Linked DNA regions of Ovis aries: all the other regions are linked to region 2. Evidence: chromatin contacts called from public Hi-C data. All regions are on one chromosome and are shown on one strand. The core of a region is the stretch at or near the end of the contact, and the rest is flanking DNA. Distances in the headings are between cores, read along the strand shown.

Evidence for each region. A called contact is a pair of places that touch in the nucleus more often than the background predicts.
Region 1: a contact with region 2 is called in a Hi-C map of muscle, with 4 times the contacts expected there. The contact joins the promoter of NOSIP here to the promoter of KASH5 in region 2. A contact is called at or near these places in 5 of 16 Hi-C or Micro-C datasets (hypothalamus, liver, muscle and 2 more).
Region 3: a contact with region 2 is called in a Hi-C map of hypothalamus, with 2.7 times the contacts expected there. The contact joins the promoter of PRMT1 here to the promoter of KASH5 in region 2. A contact is called at or near these places in 3 of 16 Hi-C or Micro-C datasets (hypothalamus, retroperitoneal adipose tissue and tail adipose tissue).

Annotation. Positions count from the first base shown.
Region 1 is chr14:55,731,883-55,735,539 of ARS-UI_Ramb_v3.0, forward strand. It overlaps NOSIP (nitric oxide synthase interacting protein), which reads right to left and starts at 2,029. Exons shown (of 9, transcript XM_027978620.2): 1 at 1,988-2,029. PRRG2 (proline rich and Gla domain 2) reads left to right here and starts at 2,269. Exons shown (of 7, transcript XM_027978621.2): 1 at 2,269-2,991.
Region 2 is chr14:55,589,886-55,594,095 of ARS-UI_Ramb_v3.0, forward strand. KASH5 (KASH domain containing 5) reads left to right here and starts at 1,648. Exons shown (of 19, transcript XM_042232314.2): 1 at 1,648-1,828; 2 at 3,421-3,558. The coding sequence starts at 3,516.
Region 3 is chr14:55,809,508-55,813,200 of ARS-UI_Ramb_v3.0, forward strand. PRMT1 (protein arginine methyltransferase 1) reads left to right here and starts at 1,967. Exons shown (of 10, transcript XM_027978635.3): 1 at 1,967-2,048. The coding sequence starts at 2,013.

The DNA.
Region 1 (3,657 bases), core at 779-3,278, 140 kb after region 2:
GGGCTGGACTCCAGGCTGGGTCTCAGCACTGCCTGGCACCTGGGGGTGGGGGCTGGGCACAGAGATGGCATGATAGTATCAGTTAATGACTTCCAACAATAGGGCCCACGTAGGTGTGTAATCAATGAAACCACCCATCCAGTCAATACATCACAAAAGCACTATAATAACAGAAATGACTGGACTTCCCAGGTGGTCCAGTGACAAGAAGACTTTGTGCTCACAATGCCGAGGACCCAGGTTTGATCCCACATGCCACCACGAAAATCGAAGATCTCATATGCCACAACTAAAACCCACCACAGCCAAATAAACAAACAAATATTTAAAAAGAAAAAAAACAAACCAGGATGTGTGGAGGGGGAGCCTGTTAGAAATTAAGACGAATTTAAAAGACAAAACAATTATTTGAATTGATTCTGATTCAAACTGACATTTTTATTAGGGTTGCTTTTGTAAGTATTATGATAATAGTATGATAATTATGATATAATATGATAATATGATTATGATAATAGTATTATGGCCATGGAAGAAAATGTTCCCGCTTTTTTGTGTGCCTGTATGCTTTTTAAAATTAAAAAAAAATTGCTGAAACATTTTTAAAAAGTTGAAGTATAGTTAGTTTAGTGTTGTGAAAATGTCTCTGCTTTTTACACATGTATCCTAAAGTATTTAGGGGTGACATGTCACGATAGACAGACTTTGCCTTATATATTAAAAAAAATACCCAGCCAGTATGGCAAAAGTATTAATAAACAGAAACTCTGGCCATAGGGATTTTTATATTATGATCCCACTTTATGTAAGTTGTGTTAGGTAGGAAATTAGACATGAGCAACAAGGGGAAGCCTGGCTGAAAGGGATGCAAACCGTCTCTAAACTCCGAGACACAGCCAGGAGAGCTCACAAATATGCTACAAATACAACCACAGAGACTTTTCAACTCCTGCACATGTATCCTATTCACACAGTGGATATAACATGACCGCAGGGGCCTCTCCAAGTAACCTTACCTGCGGTTAGGCAGTTAGGAGCCTATTAAGACATAACCAACACAGCCTGAAGCTATACAACTTATAATTATCATTTGGCCTTGAGCGTATGCCCATTTTTATTCCCTTTCATTGACTGATGGTCGGTACAAGCCCTACTTTGAACGGGGCAAAGCCAAAAGGAGGAGACTGAAGTGTAAAAAGGGAAGCCAAGAGGGCTTGACAGGAAGGATGAGGAGGACTCCTACGGAGTGCTGGATTAATAAAAGATTATCTGCTTGAGCTGAATGGAGCTGTAACTTGTCTGTTGTTCTACGCCTTTTCGTCCGTTGCTCCAAATTTTTGTTGCCACGCGACAAGAACGGAGGAAGAGAAAGAAACTAACCTGACAGGTGGGACATTTTCATAATAAAATATTAAAGTAAAACTGCTTTAAGGATCCATTAAGGCCTCAGTTCACAACGCATCAGCAGTACCATCAAGGTGAGAACCTATGACTGCCTAACCCCAAAGCTCCACAGAGGAAAACGTTAACCTACAGCAACTCCAAGAGGGAAGGGCCTGTCAAAAAGGTGCAAGGAGGCAGCGGCGGCGACTGCACAACCCTTCCCCGCTCTCCCCATCACGGTCTGAGAAACTGAGGCCACGAAAGTGGTGGTGGTGGCGGGGGGGCGGGGGGTTGCTTCTCATTCAATATCACTCCTTAGACATCCAGGAGTCCCAGTCTCTTCCGTGCCCTGGGATCCGCAGCCCATTCGTCTGCACGGGAATTAATACTCTCGGGAGAACTGCCGAATGAAGGTTTGGCTACCTAAAGGGATTTAAAGAACCTCCAATTCGGCTTCAAACTTGAGGCACCTAGAGCGCTCTATTAATAACTGCCAGGAAGTCAGGATTTCAAAATATTGTCCCAGTCTCCCTCAGGACCACAAGACTCTTGCCCACGGGAAGGCAATCGCACGAACAGTATTCTTCTACCGCCTGGAACTCACCTCACAGATGACCCCTCTTTCCTCGGTGGCTACTTCAACAGTACCCCTACACCGGAAAGGAGCGCTGTTTTCCCTCTCCGCTCCGACGCTTCCGCCCGGAGAAGAAACCGGAAGTAGTTCTGCCCCTAGAGGCGGAGATAGCTCTTCTGGCTTAGTGAATTCTCCCTTCTTTTTTTTCCCTCCCTCCGGAAACCTGAGTGGCAACTCGAGGGTTCCGGCCGGTGAAACTGGCGTGAATAGGGGGCGTGCTTAGTAAACACTAGGCGTTTCCCTGGGCGGGCAATTTCCTGCTTGTTCCTAGGCTTTGCGTCTCTTCAAGCCTGTGTTTAAGGACTAACCACTTTGCCCAGAAATTGAAAAGCCCGCTTACCAAAGTATGTATCATCCACTTTTCTGCCGCAAAAGAAGAAACAATAGAGAAGGGACGGCTCCTCTGCCCCCGCTTTGTAAATGGAGCAGTTGAGAAATCGGAAGTCAAAGCCCTTCAAATTGTCTCAGGAAGCAGGAATTTACTGCGGCATACCTACCTATCTCTAGGGACTAAGGCATACGTTTCCCTCCAGTTTCTAGATAACTAGATAGCTAGATGTTCATTTCCCTAGCTCAGCCTGGCGAGCTCTCTGGGGGTGGGGAAGGAGGAAAGTATAGGAGGGGAGGGGAGGAGGCGCCTATCCAACACCCTAAGTGTCCCCATGGTGTCAGGAGACCCAGGCTCTCTATGGGGCTCTGGACGTTATACCCTTAATTATAAGGTCCCTTTCTCTATTTATGAATTTTTTTATAAGGTCCCTTTAAATATTCTGTCCCTTACCTGAGTCCCGCCCAGGGCAGGTAATAAAAAACCCCGCCCCTCTTGCCTGGAACCAGGATTGTGCCGGCTTTAATGAACAAAGTACCCTCTCGTTCCTCTCCCCTCCCCTCTCCCCTGCCCCTCTTCACAGCTGGCCGCAGTTAGCCGAGGAGGCCCCGATTAAGGAGAGGACAGTGCTCACAAGTCTAGGCAGGTAAGTGGATGTCCCTGGAGGCAGAGTTTGGCTTGGGCACCTTGGCGACCTGGCTGTTGGAGCCCCCAAATCCAGGAGTCCAGGATCATTGCCCCCTCCCTCAGCTGCTGGATCCCAGGATATGCCCCTCTGGTTTTACTTCTTATATACTCTTTGATTCTGTGGGTGGAAAGGTTTCCCTGGTACTCAGGTGGTAAAGTATCTACCTACAGTGCAGGAGACCTGGATTCAATCTCTGGGTCAGGAAGATCGCCTGTAGATGGGAATGGCAACCCACTCCAGTGTTCTTGCTTGGGAAATCCCATGGACAGAGGAGCCTGATGGGCTACAGTCCATGAGGTCGCAAAAATGTCAGACACGACTGAGCGACAAACGCTGTAGGTGGATGTGGCAATGGGCACAGAGAGATGGGTATACATGGAGATTATCAGGAAGAAAGGGATCCAATCAATGGACGTGCTTATGAGCGCCTGCTGTGTGCCCAAACCCATGCTGGGTGCTGCATGAACAGCTGGGAAAAAGATAAGCTCCTGGCTCTGGTCTCTGGAGGGACACTGCATTTGCTGAAATCCTGCCTCTGAATCTTGCAAACTGTGTGAACTTGGGCAAGTTCTTTTTCTTCTCTGTGCCTCAGTCTCCTCCTGTATCAAACGGAGATAATAATAG
Region 2 (4,210 bases), core at 398-2,897:
ACTGTTTTCTGATTTCAAGCCTCACACTTTTAACCAATCACCACATCACTTGTTAAACAGGTTCTTCCCCAAGTGTTATAACAAGCCACCACCTAACAGCCAAAATAATAACTATCACCCAACAAGGATTACTACTTCAAGCCCTCAAGGTACCTAAAAAGCAATTATCTCCATTTCTAGGTGAGACACCTGAGGCTCAGAGAGAGGGTAAGCCTTTGTGCCAAGGTTACAGGTAGAGAGTGATGGAGTCAAAATTCAAACCCAGGAATGTCTGACTCTAGCCTTATCATCATTCTACACAGTCCAACAGTTTTGAGGCGTAGATTCTGTCCCTTCATTCATTCGACAAAAAATGTTTGCGAACCCACCCTGGGCCAAGGATATTCTAGTTCCCAACAACCTTCTACCGCTAGAAGCTCACATTCCAGCAGGGGATGACAAAGACAGTGTACAAATACAGACTATTTCATGGTGGAGAGACGAGCCTCGAGGACGAATAAAAAACTAAGTAGAGAGATGAGTCTGAATTATAGACTGTGTGTCAGAGGAAGGACTCTCTGAGGAAGTAACAGCTGGATTAACCATGATGGGATGAATGGGAGAATGTAAAATGATTTCTGCGTCTGGGCTAGCAAAGAAGCCAAGTGAGTAGGACACGCGTGCATGCTAATGCGCTTCAGTCGTGTCCGACTCTTTGTGACCCTTTGGACTGTAGCCCACCAGGCTCCTCTGTCCATGGGATTCTCCAGACAAGAATACTGAAGTGGGTTGCCACGCCCTCCTCCTAGGGATCTTCCTGACCCAGGGATCAAACCCGCATCTCTCAAGTCTCTTGCTTTAGCAGATGGGTTCTTTACCACTAGCGCCACCTGGGAAGCCCGGGTGGGACATCTTTTATTCTAAATGCCTCTCGTTAGGAGTTTGACAGGCTACAGTCCATAGGGTCACAGAGTCGGACACGACTGAAGCGACTAAGCACGCTCAGAAGTCAATTTGGGATGCAATCCTCGAGACATAAGAGACGCGGGTTTGATCCCTGGGTCGGGAAGATCCCCGGGAGGAGGGCATAGCAACCCACCCCAGTATTCTTGCCTGGAGAATCCCATAGACAAGGGAGGCTGGTAGGCAACAATCCACAGGGTTGCAAAGAGTAAAGAGACGATTTAAGTGGCTTAGCACGCACCTCTCTCTAGCCCGAAAAGCTGAGGTTATCTTTCCTCTACTCTTTCCTAAAAGGAAGGAATGAAACCGTTTGGGAAAGAATCCTTCGGGGAACCTATTAATACACTGTGACTGGAGCCGCAAAAAAAGGCATGGGAGTAGTGAGGTACGACAGGACATCATTGTGACGGTGACTGGCAGCCTGGCACGGAACAGAGGGCAAAAAAGACACAGCTTGGTGGCTGATAAGAAGTAGGGGGTGGACAAAGGGTCCCTCAGGACAAGTTTCCCTTGCCTGGGCGCAGAGAAGACCCCAGCCTTAGGCACTTCCAGTAGCCTTAATCTCTTCCGCCTTTATCGATTCAGCCAGTACGCATGCGCCCGCTACACCAGTGGGGGCGCGCCCGGGCAGTTCTACGCATGCGCGGCCTCGTAGGTAACCGTAGCGACGGGAGAGCGCCTTGTCCCGGTGTGCGCCTGCGTCCCGGGGAGGAGCCCGGGAGGGGCGTGGCTTAGACTCCTCGCGCGCTCCGGTCCCGCTCCGGCACCTTTTTTTTTTCCGGTGGGAACGGCGCACGCGCGTCTCTTCAGGACCCAACTGTCGTTTGTTTGTCGTTCGTGGCCCTCATTTGTGTCCCGAGACTGGAACACTGCGACGTGGCTCCAGGTGCGCCCAGGCCGTGGCGAGGCTCCCAAGAATAGCCGTGTCAGAGCCCCTCCCGAAATCCTGGCAAGCCCCCAATTTCTAGGGGAGAGCCCCAGTATCAGGGCCTTCCAAGTCTTGTTAAAAGTCTTAAAATCCTGACCAAACTTCCTCAGAGATACTGAAAGGAACCCTCCAGGAAATCTAGTAGATGACCCCTGAAATCCTGTCAGAATCTTCTAGAAATACTGTCAAACTTCTCCCTAAGAGAGTGTCTGCGGCTGCTACTGCTAAGTCGCTTCAGTCGTGTCCGACTCTGTGCGACCCCATAGACAGCAGCCCACCCGGCTCCCCCATCCCTGGGATTCTGTAGGCAAGAATACTGGAGTGGGTTGCCATTTCCTTCTCCAATGCATGAAAGTGAAAAGTCAAAGTGAAGTCGCTCAGTTGTATCCGACTCTTAGCGACCCCGTGGACCGCAGCCTACTAGGCTCCTCTGTCCATGGGATTTTCCAGGCAAGAGTACTGGAGTGGGGTGCCATTGCCTTCTCCAAGAGAGTGTCAGAGCCTCTAACTGCTCCCAGGACTCAGGGGAGGCTCCCCAGAGGAGCTGGGAGCCTAGGCCTGGGAGAACCAGGAAAGATGCTGAGTTCCCCTGGGCCGTGAGGGACCTGGAGGTTGGCCAGGGTAGAGAAAAATGACAAGAAGGCAGGAGTTGCAGGAACCATTCTGTGCCACACCAGCCCAAAAGGCTGGGTAGTTAGTCCTGAGGTTACTAGGGAACCATGGGAGGGCTGGAAACAGGAGAAAGACGGGGTTCAAACTCAAGCAGGAGGCCAACAGTTCCAAATACAGGCTGATGGGCGAGATTGTAAGTAGCCCAGGGCAGTGTGGGAACCCAGGGACATCACCTAGCCCAGAAACGGTTTCTAGAGGAGGGGACGTGGGAGCTGAGACAGGAAAGGCAGGCAAGAAGGATGTCCCAGGCAGAGAGCGCGAGGTGGGAAGAGCCGGCCCAGTTTAGTCAACAGCATAGGGTTCAGGGTTGCAAGTGGGTTTGAGGGTTCCGGAGGCAGGTAGGATCAGGCCAAGCCGGGCCTTCAATATCAAGTCCAAGGTCTAGGCTCTGTCCCTGGGTTGTTTGGGAGCCATGGAACAACACTGCGGGGGATGGGCAGGTCAGCACTTGTGAGGGTGGACTGGAGCTGGAGACTGGAGGCAGGAGGCTGAGGAAGAGGCTGGGCCAAGGAGCCAGGAGGGGAGGTTGAGACCTGACTGAAGCTGTAGGGGAGAGGAGGGGACAAGGGAGAATCATAGAGCAGGAGGGACAGGGCTGGGGAACTTGACAAACTGTGGGGAGGAGGGGTGGCAGGAGAGAATGACCCCCCACCCACCAGCCCCCCTTTGATCTCTGCCGCCCACTCCTTAGGCCCCCATTTTCCCAGCCCACATCTCCAATCCATAAAACAGGTCTGAGCGAAAGCTGCTCTGGTCGAGACAGGGGTGGGCAAACAGGTTCTGAGAACCCAGAACGGCCTGGGGCACAGGAGGGGCAGGGCCGGTCCCCACCCTCAGGAGGCTGGTTGAGGAGGCCATTCCCCCGTTTGTCCTTCTAGGAGCTTGGGGAGCAGCCAGTCCCTTTTTGGTCCCTTCCAGTGACGGAGGGGAGCTGTTAGCTTCTCCACCAGCTGCAGAGCAGCCAAGGTGGCCCATGGACATGCCAGAGGACCAGGCAGGTGGCCCCACTGCAAAAAGTAAGTGACTGGGTCCCTGTTTGTCCCCATGGGAGGGTGGGGAGGGAGCAGTGGGTAAACAGGGCACCAGGTTGTGACTCAGGAACTTGGAAGAGCTGGCTTGCGGTGGCTGAGCCTCCACTTTGAGGCGGGGTGGGATGCAGAGAACGATCCTTGATGAAGTGCCTGCTGTGTGCCCACCTGTCTGGACACCTTATTTGTTCTGGGGAGGCCAAGCTGCAGGAATAGAAACCTCTGTATGCGTGTGCCCCCTGCCTGCAGCACCCCCTCCAGTGACCTACAGACTCACCATCACTTCTTGCAGATCTCTGCTTTCTGTAAAGGAGCTGCCCTGTTACTCTCTCCCCCCTTTCCTTCTTTTCTTTTCTTCAGAGGATTGGCATCTCTTCATCTGTTTAGACTCTGTCTCTCCGACTAGAACATGAGTTCCACAGGGCAGGGTCAGTTTTATTCACTCTGGTATACCCAGTCCCTGGAGCAGCATTGGCCAACGTGCAAACTATATATATATATATATATATATATATATATATATACACACACACACGTAATTTTAAGTTTTGTTAGTAGCCACATTGAATTAAAAAGAAAAACAGACAAAATGGATGGCAATCATAGTATTATTGAACCTAATACATCTAAAACAGTGTCC
Region 3 (3,693 bases), core at 717-3,216, 220 kb after region 2:
AGATAAAGTCTCTGCTTTTCAACAGACAACATTAAGAAAAGGAAAAGACAGGTCACAGATTGGGAGAAAAATGTAAAGTCAGTATACCTAAAAGAGACCTGTATCTAGACGCTATAAAGAACGTTTACAATTGGTGAATAAGAAAACAACTCTGTTTGCAAAAATACACAAAAGAATTGAGCAGACACTTGACAAAAGAAAATATACAAATAGGGGAACTTCCCAGGTGGTGGAGTGGTTAAGGACCCGCCTTCCACTGCAGGAGGTGTGAGTTCCATCCCTGGTTGGGAATCTTGCAGCAACTACTGAGCCCACATGCTCTGGAACCTGTGCACAATAACTAAAACCCGAAGCAGCCAAATTTAAAAAAAAAAAAAAATTTTTATTTTAAAGAAAGAAAACATGCAAATTGCCGATAAGCACACGAAAACACGAAAAGGTGCTGAACAACATTGGCGGTCAGGGCAATAATGCAAGTCACAACCAGGAGATAATCTCTTCCTACACAGGAGAGTCGTTAAAATTATAGACTGATTTTATTAAGTGCTGGAGGGGATGTGGAGCACCTAGAACTCTCACGCATCACTGATGGAAATGCAAATTGGTAGAATACCATAGGAAACTTTGGGGCAGTTTCTTATCAAGTTAAACATACACCTAGCATAGGACGCGCAAGCATGTCCTCCTAGCTTGACCCAAGAGAACTGAAAGTGTACATCTACAGAAAGGTTGGGACACGATGGTTTATGGCCTCTTTATTCATAACAGCCCTAATCTGGAAACCACCCACATGTCCACCAAGAGGAAAATGTGATCCAGCAATACAATGGAATACTCCTCAGCAATAAAAAGGGCTGGACAATCGTTATATGAGACATGAACGAATCTTGAAAACATTATGCTGAGAAAAACAAGACAGGCACAAAAGAGCACATACTTTTATTGGAAAATTTAGCAGCTGAAAAGATACACTATAGTAACGAAACAGTGATTGCTTCTGGGGTTGGGTGGGAGGGCGGTGTTGAAAGGGTCGTGAAGGAACTTTCTAGGGTGATGGGATACATTCCCCAAGTAGCAGTTACCTTCATTCAACAAGTAACTTTTTCTACAGGTCGAGGGAAGCTACCTGGAGGAGGTGGCGACTGAGTTATGCCGGGACTGACTCATGAAGGCCAGACGAAGGGGGTGGGTGTTCCAGCATGGGTAGGACTTGGCAAAGGCCAAGTGCTTGAGTGGGGTCACTGGGTTTTAAAAACTTGTAACAATTAAGTAGAGGGCTAAAGATTAAACACCTCGACGCCTGAGTCCCATTTCTGACTTGATTCAGGATCACGGATAAGACCTCTTTGAGCCTCTCACTGCTTCAGTTTTCCATCAGGAAAATGGGCACAAGCTCCCTTATTTCCCGTTGGATTCCCTACAAGCTGGGAGAAGCCACAGAGTGAACGGTGAGTGACAGTTTGTTTGAGCCAATCTCTGGAGCCTAAAGCCTGCTTTCCTTTTTCGTGGGCCAATCGTCACGTTCTCCTTGAGGCCAGCAGCTTGGCGGAGGCAGGCCGAAAGCCTCATGACGTCACATTGCTAATAAACCAATAGCAGCTATTAAGAGGCGGGTACTTTTGGTGATAGTTCTATTTCAAGATGTCCGCTTAGCGCAGGGTCCGCCGGGAAGCTTTGAGGCGGTACGGGAGAAGGGGCGGGAACTCCCAGTAGATTCTGCCCAATCGTCAGTCGCGCTTCTTGCGATAGACGGGCAGTCTTTCCCATCCCCGTCGACTTAAGGGGGCGGGGTTCGGCACGCCAGAGTAGGCGGGCACCTCAGCTTTGATGGGTGTCTCCTTCGCCCAATGGCTAAATGGTATTTCCAGACGGGTCACCTCCTCTACCAATGAGATCTCCTGGCGGGGTCGCGGTGGGCGGGCCGTAGACCCTCCGGTATAAGGCGGTCCCGGGGGAGTGCGGAGAAAGGGGGGGGGTCTCGGCGGCCGGAGGAGGAGTAGACGCGGGTGAAGATGGCGGCAGCCGAAGCCGCGAACTGCATCATGGAGGTGAGCGCCAGGAGCGCCACCGGGGGCGGGGGGCGGTTTGGAAGTCGGTGTTTTACGCCTCCGCCGTGGGGAAGGGGCTCTGAGTCGCCGGATTGGGGTTGAAGGCCCCTGGCCGTACGGAGGGGGGCGCCGCGTGCTCCGTATCCGAGGATACCGTTTGAACTGCGGGTTCCCTAGCTTTCGGGGGCCTGAGGCGCCACGCCGAGCCGAGGGCCTACTGCCCCCTCCCACGTGGAGGAGGGCTGGGGGCGCTTCCGGCCTGGCCCCCACGTGGCCGTGGCACGGTGGGTGGGGAGGGGGTGTGCCGTGCCCGCTTGCCCGGCGGGTTCCACGTGCGGGACAAAGGCCCCGCCCCCGGCCAGGGGAGGGGCGCCCCGGGGGGGGGCGGAGAGGAGGCTCCGACCCTCCCTCCGAGGCCCCCTACCCTCCTCCCCGGGGATCGTGACGGGCACCTCGGGGTGGGGACCTCCGTGCAGTAATGAGGCTCTTGGGAGGGGCAGTGTGCCTCGACCCTTAACAAACCCTTTCCTGGGACCAGGGCATCTGCTTAGGCATCGGTCCAGGTTTCGTGCGCTCTTGCGTTGGGATTGGAGGAAGACGAAGAATTGGTTCCCTCTGGGACCCCTCCTACCCTCCAGTTTCCTGTCTCTGGATTCTCCCCCTCTTTGGGAGCTGGGGGGATGGGGCATGCCCCTGTGACCTCCCTCTGGTCTATGGGGGGGCATCGAGCGGAAGATCTTTCCCGATTAGGCGCTGTGCACCCCCTTGTGGCCATTTCTGGGTGTGTGGGAGGGACATCTTTTTCATGGGGCGTGTCTCCAAGCCCCCCTCCCTGTCGAAGCCCTCCCGGGCGAGGGGAGAGAGAATCTGTCCTGGGAAGGGCTGTGAGGTAGTGGAGGCAGCGGATTTACCTCCTTCTGGCCCTTCCTCTCCCTGGGGTATTTGTGAAGATGGGAGTTGACCACCTCCTCCCTGAACCCGTGTTTGAGGGTCCTGAACCTGCTTGCGTGAAATGGTGTCCCGTGAGGTGTGATTCTCTTGCAGTTATGTGGGGCTTGCCATGATGCTGTGTCTCAAGCGCTCTGGGGGCATGTCTGGCGGTGATGTCGGTGGTGTAGAGAAATGGGCCCTCAGGGGAAGTCCCCTCACCCGCCGTCTTTCCGTATCCGCGTCATTCACTGGTTTGGGGAGGATGGAGGTGGGGCTTGGAGCCCAGGGGTTATGTCTGTGATTTCACGCTTCTTGGCGCCTGGAGAGTGCTTGCATCTGGAAGAGCTGTAATCTGTTGGGCCCTCCGTACTCTCACCTCTTAGCTTGTAGCAGTCTCAGGAATGGGAGGTGAGGTTCCAAGATGCATACCTTGGGGGGCAGCCCCAGGGGTCACTCCAGTGACTCCCCCTTGGCTCTCTGCTAGACGAAGGCCTTCTTGGCTGGAGGAAATATCTTCCTCAGAGGTGGATCCAGGACTCGGCCCCTCCCCTGGGGAGTTTCTGGGCCTGAGATGGTGGTTCGAACGGGGAGTAGATGGGCTTGGGGGTCCAGGGTCTGGCCTCCTCCGTGGAACTCTGCCCTCCTGCGCAGAGGGTCATAATCAGGAGATTGGCACTCCCTTGTTTTGTTTGGGACTCCCTGAGTCCCAGGCAGG